Linked DNA regions of Zea mays: region 2 is linked to region 1. A link is a contact called in public Hi-C data. All regions are on one chromosome and are shown on one strand. The core of a region is the stretch at or near the end of the contact, and the rest is flanking DNA. Distances in the headings are between cores, read along the strand shown. Region 1 holds the start of LOC103626401 (disease resistance protein RPM1). Region 2 holds the start of LOC100217120 (disease resistance analog PIC11).

Evidence for each region. Hi-C and Micro-C count contacts between places; a contact is called where the count stands out from the background.
Region 2: a Hi-C map of leaf shows a contact between it and region 1, with 4 times the contacts expected there. The contact joins the promoter of LOC100217120 here to the promoter of LOC103626401 in region 1. A contact is called at or near these places in 3 of 25 Hi-C or Micro-C datasets (ear and leaf).

What each region holds. Positions count from the first base shown.
Region 1 is chr5:57,386,182-57,390,890 of Zm-B73-REFERENCE-NAM-5.0, forward strand. It overlaps LOC103626401 (disease resistance protein RPM1), which reads right to left and starts at 1,682. Exons shown (of 4, transcript XM_008646806.3): 1 at 1,526-1,682.
Region 2 is chr5:57,606,406-57,611,417 of Zm-B73-REFERENCE-NAM-5.0, forward strand. LOC100217120 (disease resistance analog PIC11) reads right to left here and starts at 2,883. Exons shown (of 3, transcript NM_001359620.1): 1 at 2,397-2,883; 2 at 1-2,294. The coding sequence starts at 2,233. LOC100279372 (putative SERRATE-related C2H2 zinc-finger family protein) reads right to left here. Exons shown (of 12, transcript NM_001152388.1): 10 at 4,559-4,794; 11 at 4,277-4,471; 12 at 3,750-4,096. The coding sequence ends at 4,036.

The DNA.
Region 1 (4,709 bases), core at 432-2,931:
AACCATGGCAATGTAAATCAGCATCCCTGTCATAACAGATTGCACCAAAACACTTCTTCCTGCTTTAGTCAACAGATCATATTTCCATCCTAGAAGTTGGTTAGCTATTTTGTCCACAATGGGTTGTGCTTGCTCCCTCCTTAATTTATGTAGGGAGTGGGGCAAACCAAGATATTTGCAAGGAAAACTAGATAACTCACAAGGCCAAAACTATTGAATCACCTCAAGATTGTCCTCATGACAATTGATGGGATAGACATTGGATTTCTGGTTATTATCGTATAGCCCAGAAGACTCTCCAAAAAGGTGAAGGATGTCTAAAACCATATTGATGTCCTCCGCCACACGATGAATGAAGGGAACCACATCGTCAGCATAAAGAGAAATACGATGTTGCAGCCGCATAGAAGAGGTTGTAACAATCCTTCTTCATCTGCTTTCGAGAAAAGCTGACTAAGCACATCCATGACAAGAATAAAAAGCATCGGAGAAAGAGGGTCTCCTTGTCGTAGACCTCTTTGATGTGAAATGAGGTTCCCCGGATGGCCATTAAGCAACACACGAGTGGAGGACAAAAGCAACACACGAGTGGAGAGGGTCTCTTAAAATTCGTAATTGATTAACTTTAATCGAAAAACTATGAAACTAGTATTGTTTGTTTTCTAAAAGTATTATGTACTTGCTTATGATCTATATATAATTATTTGGAAGTAGTTTATTTCTATTCTTATTTCTTTATTACTTGCAATTGTGCCCATTATTAAAGAAATAGGATCTAAATAAGTTTACATAAGGCAACAACAAATTGACATCATTTTTTGAAAAAAAACTAGAAGTAGTTTCATATTTTTATGATTTAAAATAATATTATTGTGATTTATAGATATCAAATCAGATAGTAAAACACCTTCATAACTAATTAGAGTACCAAATTTGCCCCTGGTTGGACGGTGCCGCCAATCCACTTTTGTAGTTAAGAAGTTCAAAATCGGATTGGATTCGAACCAGGAGTTTGAAAGATGCACTTTACTCTATAAACAATAAGGGGAAGAAAGAAAGAAATTGAGCTGCCGATGGCAGCCAACGAATTTACAATATACGAGCATAGATTTAAAATATATGCACGAATTTGGAAATCCTAGAGGTGTGTAGCGGTGTAGCCAAACCCAGCTATGAAGTAAATTTTCTTGAAAACACAGCTAAAATCAGATTTTCAGGAAACTATGACTAATCCAAAGAGATCTAAAAGATTCCCCAAACAATAATGAAACGGGGGTTCGGTTCCCAAATCCCGCTATGAAGTATCCATGGCGTGGTAGCCATGGATCAGCTATGCAACGCAGGAGATAGGGTGTTGGATGAATCGCAAGTGACGGCAGCGTAACACCGTCCTGCTACGGATTGGTGACAGTAGGGATAAGAATAGGATAACAGCGAGCGCAACAAACTCTCTAGTACTGTCTCCATGTTGTGAACTTGTGATCAAATCGAAGCCTAGGGCAAGAAGCGAAGAAGGTCCGCCTACCTCCGCCGCGAGCAAGACCTCCACGAGGAATCGATGACAACTCGATGATGAGTCTGTCGCTGCTTGAGCCGCCGAGAACCAAGGGGAGACAGACAACAAGTCTGTGGCGAGTTATTTGCTTATTTGCCCTTATCAGACGTGGGCTTCGTTCTAACGGGTTTCGCTCGTATGCCCTTTTCAAACCATAATACACATCTGCTAAAATGCCCTTTCGCAGTTTGTAAAAACAAAAAAAAATTTAAACCATCGAAACTTTCAGTTTGGGCCTGCTCCCCGTACACCTGTCTCCTTGTAGGTCCAAACTGATTGGATTCCGTCAAAATAAAACAGGACCAATATCAGAACCACTCACCTCTTCATCAGGCTCCATCTAACTGAATCTCTTTTCTTACAAAACCGCCAAAAAAAGTTGAAGAAAGAACCGACAAAAGGAGAAGAAAAGAAAACAGGAACTGAGACAAACAAATGGACGAGACCAATGTGTATGCATGGCCGGGGGAGAGGGATGTTAGTGTTAAGAACTACGTTACCACGGATCATCAGATCCGATCACTTCCCTCCCGTCAGCAGATTAGGCGCGAGAAGTTGTAGAAGGCTCGTCTCCCTTCCCATAAGCACGACAGAAAAACACACGAGACACAGGATATAGGGTTGGGCCTCTGGTCTCTTTCTTATCTCCATCATATGAAGGTGTGTATATGTTCCTTATATAGAGATGTGAGACCTTTCAGGTGCAAAATCGGTATTTGCCCATATAACCTTAACTAGGGTTACACTCCCCCTTGGGCGAATACCGCGACCAACACATGCATCTTTAAAACTCCCAAAAACCCAGTGAGAAAAATATGGAGAAATAGTACATGGTGACCCAAATTGCATTTGCACTTTGTTGCCTCATTAAAAACCTTATGTGAGAAACTTCAGAAAAACTCATCAAGAAAAAAGAGTACAGCAAATGTCATCAGGACAAATTTCGATCTTCTGGATCAGGATTCCATCGAATCTTCTACAAGGGCTAAATTTAGAAATGTGTTCTCCCTGATACTTGCAAAACCGTATCAATATGGCACAACATCTTCTTCTGGAAGTTTACGCACATAGAGATTTAGCAAACAGATTGCATACTATTGCAAGGATGATATCAGGAACTTCACCTCTACTCACTTCTAGGATATACGAGGTAAGTGCACATATCAACATAAATAAGCCACTTTGACTGATAGTGTTCGATCGACTAGATCTTTATATTTGATAGAAACTTCCATAAAGGTTCACATATTGATCATCAAGATGATGCTTTCAGGGCATATAATATGACATTTATAGTCTCACGATTGTGATCAATATAAGCATTCGCTCCCCCTGACGATGACATATGTCAAAGTTGTTATCCCTCGTAACTCAAGCATATTCTTCAAGATATATGTATCGTTGTTCATTTGGAATAACGAGAATGGATGAGGTTATGGTGCTATAATTTTCTATCTTACACCGCAATTTATACATAGTTGTGCAAAGCAAGTAACATGTCCTTCTATAGGACTTTAGGGGATAATATAGTTGCAATAGTACATATTCTAAATATGACACATCGCTCCAGGTGTTCATCCATTGCAATATCTATGATGGTATAACAAAAGTCCATCAAATATCGTAATCCATCAGAGATTTTTCATCGATCAGATATATCATTATAGTCTGTCATTCTGGCACAATGGGGATTGTCGGAGAGGAAATCTCCCCGGCCGGGTGGCGGATTGCACCCGCCCTAAATCCTAAAGAGAGGAGGGGCCTAAGCGTTTTGCTTGCTACGAGTCTGGTGGATCAACACACGAGAGCACGCGAGGGTTTAGAGTGGTTCGGGCCGCTGGAGCGTAATACCCTACTCCACTGTGAGATGTATTACTTGTGGGCTTGTATGAGTCGGCGAGTTTGAGATTGCGTCTGCCTTCATAACGTTGCATGCCTCCCCTTTTATAGCTGAAGGGGGCATGCACAAAGGTACTGAGCCCCGACACGTGGGCCCAGGGACATAGAGAATATAACACTTGGGACTATAAATATTTGTTGCCGGGACAATCCTCTTGTGTCCTATCGTCCGAGATCTGTGTATCTTCGGCGTGCAGGGGAAGCTTCTTATAGAAGGGATAACACAGTGTGCTGCTTGGCACGGGCGCACTGTTCGCCAGCAGACCCAGCAGGCGCGCCGCCTGCTGGATGACCTTGACGCCGCCTGCTAGCGGATGGGACGGGACACATTAAATGCTGAGAGGGCACGTCGCCCGTCAGCGCAGTGGCAGGCAGCGTGTCCTCTCCTTAATAAATGCAGGGGCTACACGGCTTTACGTCAGGCTCGGCCCGATGGCTTATGTCATGGGCCACAAGCAGCGGGCCTTCGCCTGCGTGGGGAGCGGAGAGCAAGGCCTGCACATGTGTCAGCACCGGACCCCTGCATACCCTAAGGTCCTTCTCGTTCCGGAACCCTGCCGGGGTTCGGACCTACCTGGGGGCTCCGGACCTGTATGTATATAGGGGCCCGGTGACCCTCTGTGGGGGTCCGGTCTTACTGAGCATGGTGCCTTTCCTCGCCACGTGGCGCCCTTTGGCCCGCCCATCCGGTGGAGTTAGGCGCGGTCCTCCACGCGGCCAGGAGACATCGCATGGGTGTGATGCCTTTATGCTGTAGGAGAGGGTACCCCTGATTCAGGGTACCGACAGTGGCCCCCGGTCCCGCCTTAGGGGAGGATGCGAGCCTGCAGGTGGGACCAGAGTCTGTCTGGTGGTTGGATCGCTGCTTCCGCGCGCCTATTGCTGCAATTACTGCCGGCCCGCTTATGACCATGCCAACTGCCGTGCCTATTCTCACGGCTGGCTGACCCGTGACCGTCATACTTAACGGCATTGCTTGGCCATGCGCGGGGCTACCTCGAGTCGCAGCACTGGTTCTGAAAATTTTACCTTTTCAGAATCCGTGACAGTCCCAAGAAGACAAGGCATTGGCGCAGGCAGTGGTGCGGCTTCTTTGCACACGGTAACCGACGCGCCGGTTACATGACGTGTGGGCCTGGGCCCCTGAGTTGGACCGCCAGTTGTGGCAGAGCTGAGGGAGCGCACAGCCGTGGGACGGTTGTACGCTTCTTGCGCGGCGGTTTGCCTCTTTGACCACTGGATACGGCGAAGATGA
Region 2 (5,012 bases), core at 1,633-4,132, 220 kb after region 1:
CATCCATATCAGATGCAAAAATAATCAGGACACTCAGGTTAGGCATTTTTGTCAGGGAGTTCCATAGCTCTGCGATATAGCTTTGCCGCACATTCATTATAGTCAAGCTTCTCATAAGAGTCAAATTTCCCAACTGTGAAACCAAATCTTCATTAGCTGAAACCGTATGTAAAGATTGAAGATTCTTTAGGCCACAAATGTTGCCAGGAATTTTTGTAGCACTGAAGCAATTCAGTGATCTTTCTTGAAGATCATGGACCGCAGCAACATGTAAATGGCGTAAATTAGTTAGCGTAGTTATTTCAAATGGCAACTCCTCCACGCAGGTGAACCTCAGATCTAAAACTTGAAGGTGCATGAGTTTTCTGAATGATGCCGGTATCTGCTTGACTTTTGTGTACGAAATATCCAGATAACGCAAGTTATACAGTTCTGTGACCCCGCACGGCATTTGTTCAATATTAGTAAATCTTAGGCCTAAGACCCTCAGCAGTCTGAAACGTGATGAGACATCATTTATCCAGGAAGACGGTACTAAATTGTCAAATAAAATGAATGATCGAAGATGTGAATTTGCTAAAGAGTTTTGAGAATCTGCACTTTTTTGGATGCACAAGCGGCGCGCATCATGGGAAACTTGGGTTGTACCAACATGGCCATGTATCACCGCGAACTTTTCCTTTTCAGCGGTTATTGAGGTCACTTCCCGCACAAGATCATGCATAACAAACGTTCTTGGCCTTCCGCTTGCATTTCTTTCTATGACCTGAAGAAGAGAACGGTGAGTTAGCTCTGCAAGGTAATGCTCAGCAACTTCCTCCATTGTTGTCCCATCCCCTCTCTCATCCACAAGACCTTCCGCAATCCATAACTTGGCTATCTGTTTTCTTTTAATAAAGTGATCTTCAGGAAATAGGCTGCAGTATAGAAAGCAGCTCCTCAGATGACTTGGGAGATCATCCAAGCTCAGATTCAAGACAGTAGAGATCCAGCTTAGCTCTGAATTGTTAGCTAACTGCCAATTAAGTTGGTTGTAGAAAAATGCCCACTCCCATTCATCTAATCCATGGCATGATAGAATCCTTCCGATGGCTATGATAGCCAATGGCAATCCTTGACACTTATCAACGACTTTCTCCACCAAAGACGTGAGATTCTTAGGGCATATGTTGCCCTCCAATGCAAAAAATGCTTTTTTGCAGAAGAGTTCCCATGATTCAGCATAGTTAAGAGTTTTAAGTTCAATTACATGACTGTGAACTGCCAAAGAATACACATCTTTTCTCCGGGTTGTTATCAGCACTTTACTTCCACAATTGTTTCTGGCAAATGCATAGTTCAGAAACAACCAAGCATCTTTATCCCATACATCATCCAAGACAATAAAATATTTTTTGTCCCGCAAATAGTTCTGTATCATCTCAACTAATCTCATGCGACTCATGGTCATGAAGCCACTTGCCAAACTTGCTCTCTGCTCTATTAACTGGTTCATGATTTCTCTCAGAAGCTCTTCAGCTTGGTAAGTCTGAGATACCGTGACCCATGCATGGCAATCAAAAGTTCTCCTGATCTTTTGGTTCTTGTAGACACTGCTTGCAACAGTAGTTTTACCTAGACCACCCATACCAAAGATGGCTATCAGAGTTCGGTCCTGATTCTCCTCAAGCAGCCACTGTGTCAGTCTCTCGATTTCCTCGCCATGCCCTACTATTTCAGAATCATCAGTTAGGTAAGCAAAATCTGACGCAGAGAACTGATTGGATTGCTGTAACTTGCTACCCCTGTCTTGTTCGCCTACCGAAATCCCATACCGGCTCCTCATTTCGGACAGCCTCCGGACCCGAGCTTCCACTTGACTGATCCGGATCGGTAGCTTCTGCCACGCTGCAAAGTTCTTCACCTGATGGAACTTTCTCTTGAAGAAGCTGCTTGCATCCATGGCTTGCGTGGTAAGGTAAGCATACTCGTCAACGATATCTTCTACCTCATGGGCGACATCTCTAACCTGGTCCAACCATGCGCCGAACGCCTTGTCACCGGCCTTCTGCGCCCGGACCTGCCCGATAAAGGCCTGCAGGACCAAGAGCTCGCCCTCGGTTTGTCGCATGCCATGCTCAAAATCTGTCAAGATGGGCGCTGCCTCGACCACGTCCGTGCCAATCTTCACCAGCGCGCCTTCTCCCAGGGAAAGGGCAACTTTCCTGAGAACAACAAACAGCGCGTCTGCCATATTCGCTGACTTCTCCTTACTGCTGTATGGTATATTTCCAACCAAGAATCAAGAGATAACCCTGCAACAGTTTGAAGCACACAAACGGTAGATTAGTCGAAACATCACATGGATTTTTGCTGGAAACGGAAGTAAGATGAGGTAACATGAGATGGTAACTAACAAGAAAAACAGCCGCCGCGCGCGCTGTCCGACTAGCAACAGGAGACTTCGGGTTTCATCAGTGTGTGAGGGGAAAGAACGAGGTTCAATAGCTAACACCAGCAGCCGAATTCATCAGGAAAACAACAAGGACGCTGGATCAACTGCCCAGGATTTGGCATTGCCCGATGCCTATAGGATGCTCGACGAATTGGTCACATGACAGATGGCAGCGTACAAGAAGGCACATAAGCTCCTGGCCTCCTGCTGCTCCTACGGGTTGATAACACTAATCGCAAGCGCGCGAGACATGAGGGGCAATCTATCTACAATATCTGCCTGTACGGTTGGTATCATAGCTCGGGGAGGGGGCGGGGGCTTGGAGAAACAAGGAAAGAAAGCGTGCGGACTTAGCTAGCCAGACGAGAACCAATGGAGAAAAAGCCGGCAAATAAATAAGACCAAGGCAATAGATAGTTAAGAAGGCCAAATAACAGTCTTTCAAATAATAGCATTACAAATATACTTTTAGGGATGTAAATAGTAGAGATATTATTCTTTGGTATTCAAATTCGATCCATTTAAAAAAGGCCGATCGATACTTTGTATCCACTCTTTATCATTCGTATTCTTAAAGTTGCCTATTTAAGATGTTATTCATTTAAATTTTATCTCAACTTAATAATATTTATATCCGATCCGAATTCAAAAAGAAATATAAAAACAAATATGAAACAAGTATTATCCGTCTACGTCTGATCTGATTACACCCCTTATATTTTGGATTTGATCGTAGCATCACTTGATTTTTTTTGTTTCTAAATATACATCTAGTTTTAGATAAAAATGATTTAAATAGAAATAAATATAAAACAACAACCATTCACGTATTAGAAATGAATAAGAAAAACAACTAACCACGTATTTAAACTTTGATTTATTCTTCCAAAGAATTTCGACTCATAGTTTATACTTGTTGAGTTTTGACTTTAGCATACGCTTACTGAATTAGCTTTGAGTAGAAATAAATAAATGTAAAGCAATAATTGTCCACGTATCTAAACTTTAGTTAGAAATGAATGAAAAAACAACACTTGTTGAGTTTTAACTTTAGCCTACACTTAATTGGAAGACTGTTGTTGTTGTCACATGCTTTTTCTTTCTACATTTTTTACAACAAACAAATCATGCACGTTCATGGGTACTACACACTTTCGCTACACTGCCAATACCTGAGTCCAGATATTGCGAGTTGATAAGAATTTTGACCTTATTGTTTGTAAACCGTTCAACACCCAGTACCAAGTCTTCGTTCTGACTTCTGACGAAGTCACGGATTGCAGCAAATGTTCAAGGGGCATTGCAGACTGCAACAAGGTGGCGAAGTACGTATCTCTCACTACAACCACCCCACCCAGGTTCCAAACAGACGCCTATTTATTACAGCACTGTGTCAAAAAAAAGTTGGACAAGAACTGTAGCAACCGCAGTGCATCCACAGAGTATTCAAGTTACAACAGAATCTAACAGACTACAGGTGACCCAAAAATTGGTTTAATTGAACATAACCTTCCATCTTTTGCCTTCATAAAGAGAAAAAAGCCCAATTCACCAATGGGGGAACGGGAAACTTGACTACGGGTATCTGGAGGTGCTGGACCCTACAAGCTTCTGTAGTCAAGGACAGTGACTTCCTCATCAGGAGCATCGAGGTCGTTATAACTGCAACCAAAGCCAGGTATGAGTTGCATTTTGTTGCCAAAAAAAATCCCACTAAAAACTACAGCGACATTTTTTAAAGTTCATCCAAAAAAGAATAATTAGCCTTCGCAGCAACAAAATTGCATGAACATCAGAGCACCCAAACATGAGGAAAACAAGATTCTGAAACTGGGGGTAAACCTTCTCAGGCGGCGAGGATCATGGCGGAAATTTGGAGGCATAGCTATAATCGGTGCTGGGCCACCCATCATTGGCCCAAGCATTCCAGCATTGCCATGTGGTGCGCCATTTGGTTCAAAAGGAGGAGGTGGCCCTTGCTCTCTCAGCATATGCATCGCTATCTCTGGAGGTGCAGGAACAAATGGGCCCAAGGGACTGAAAACAATAGCAGCCACAGTAGTTAGCACTTAGCAGTCCCTAATTGCAATTGAAATATGCTGAAATGCATGCCTTTCCACTTACCCAGCACCAGGTACTGGCATCAATATCGGTGGAGCTGGGAATTCAGCAACAAAAGGAGCATTCGAGGGCCGTCCGCGGAAACCATCAAACATCTGATCATCAGGCCCATCACGGCTTGGAGAGTGGTCACCTCTACCATACCTGACTCCATCTCTATCAGCTTTATCATGGTCTCTGTTACTGCCACGGTCAAATTTCAGACGACTGTCCATGCTAGGTCTCCGTCTTCCTCTGTCCTGAAAATAAGAAGTTGGGTCAGGTATTAAGATGTCGGCCCAATTCACCCTTCAATAAGAATCAAATTTGGCAGCAGTCTCCTGTATTAGATACATTTTGTTAGCAGCACATCTACTAAACATACAAAAATATAATGATCCAAATTTGAATTCCCGTGTTTTTAACAGAAGATCCCAAAAAGGCAGACTGTTGACAACTCATTAATTGACTATCCAGC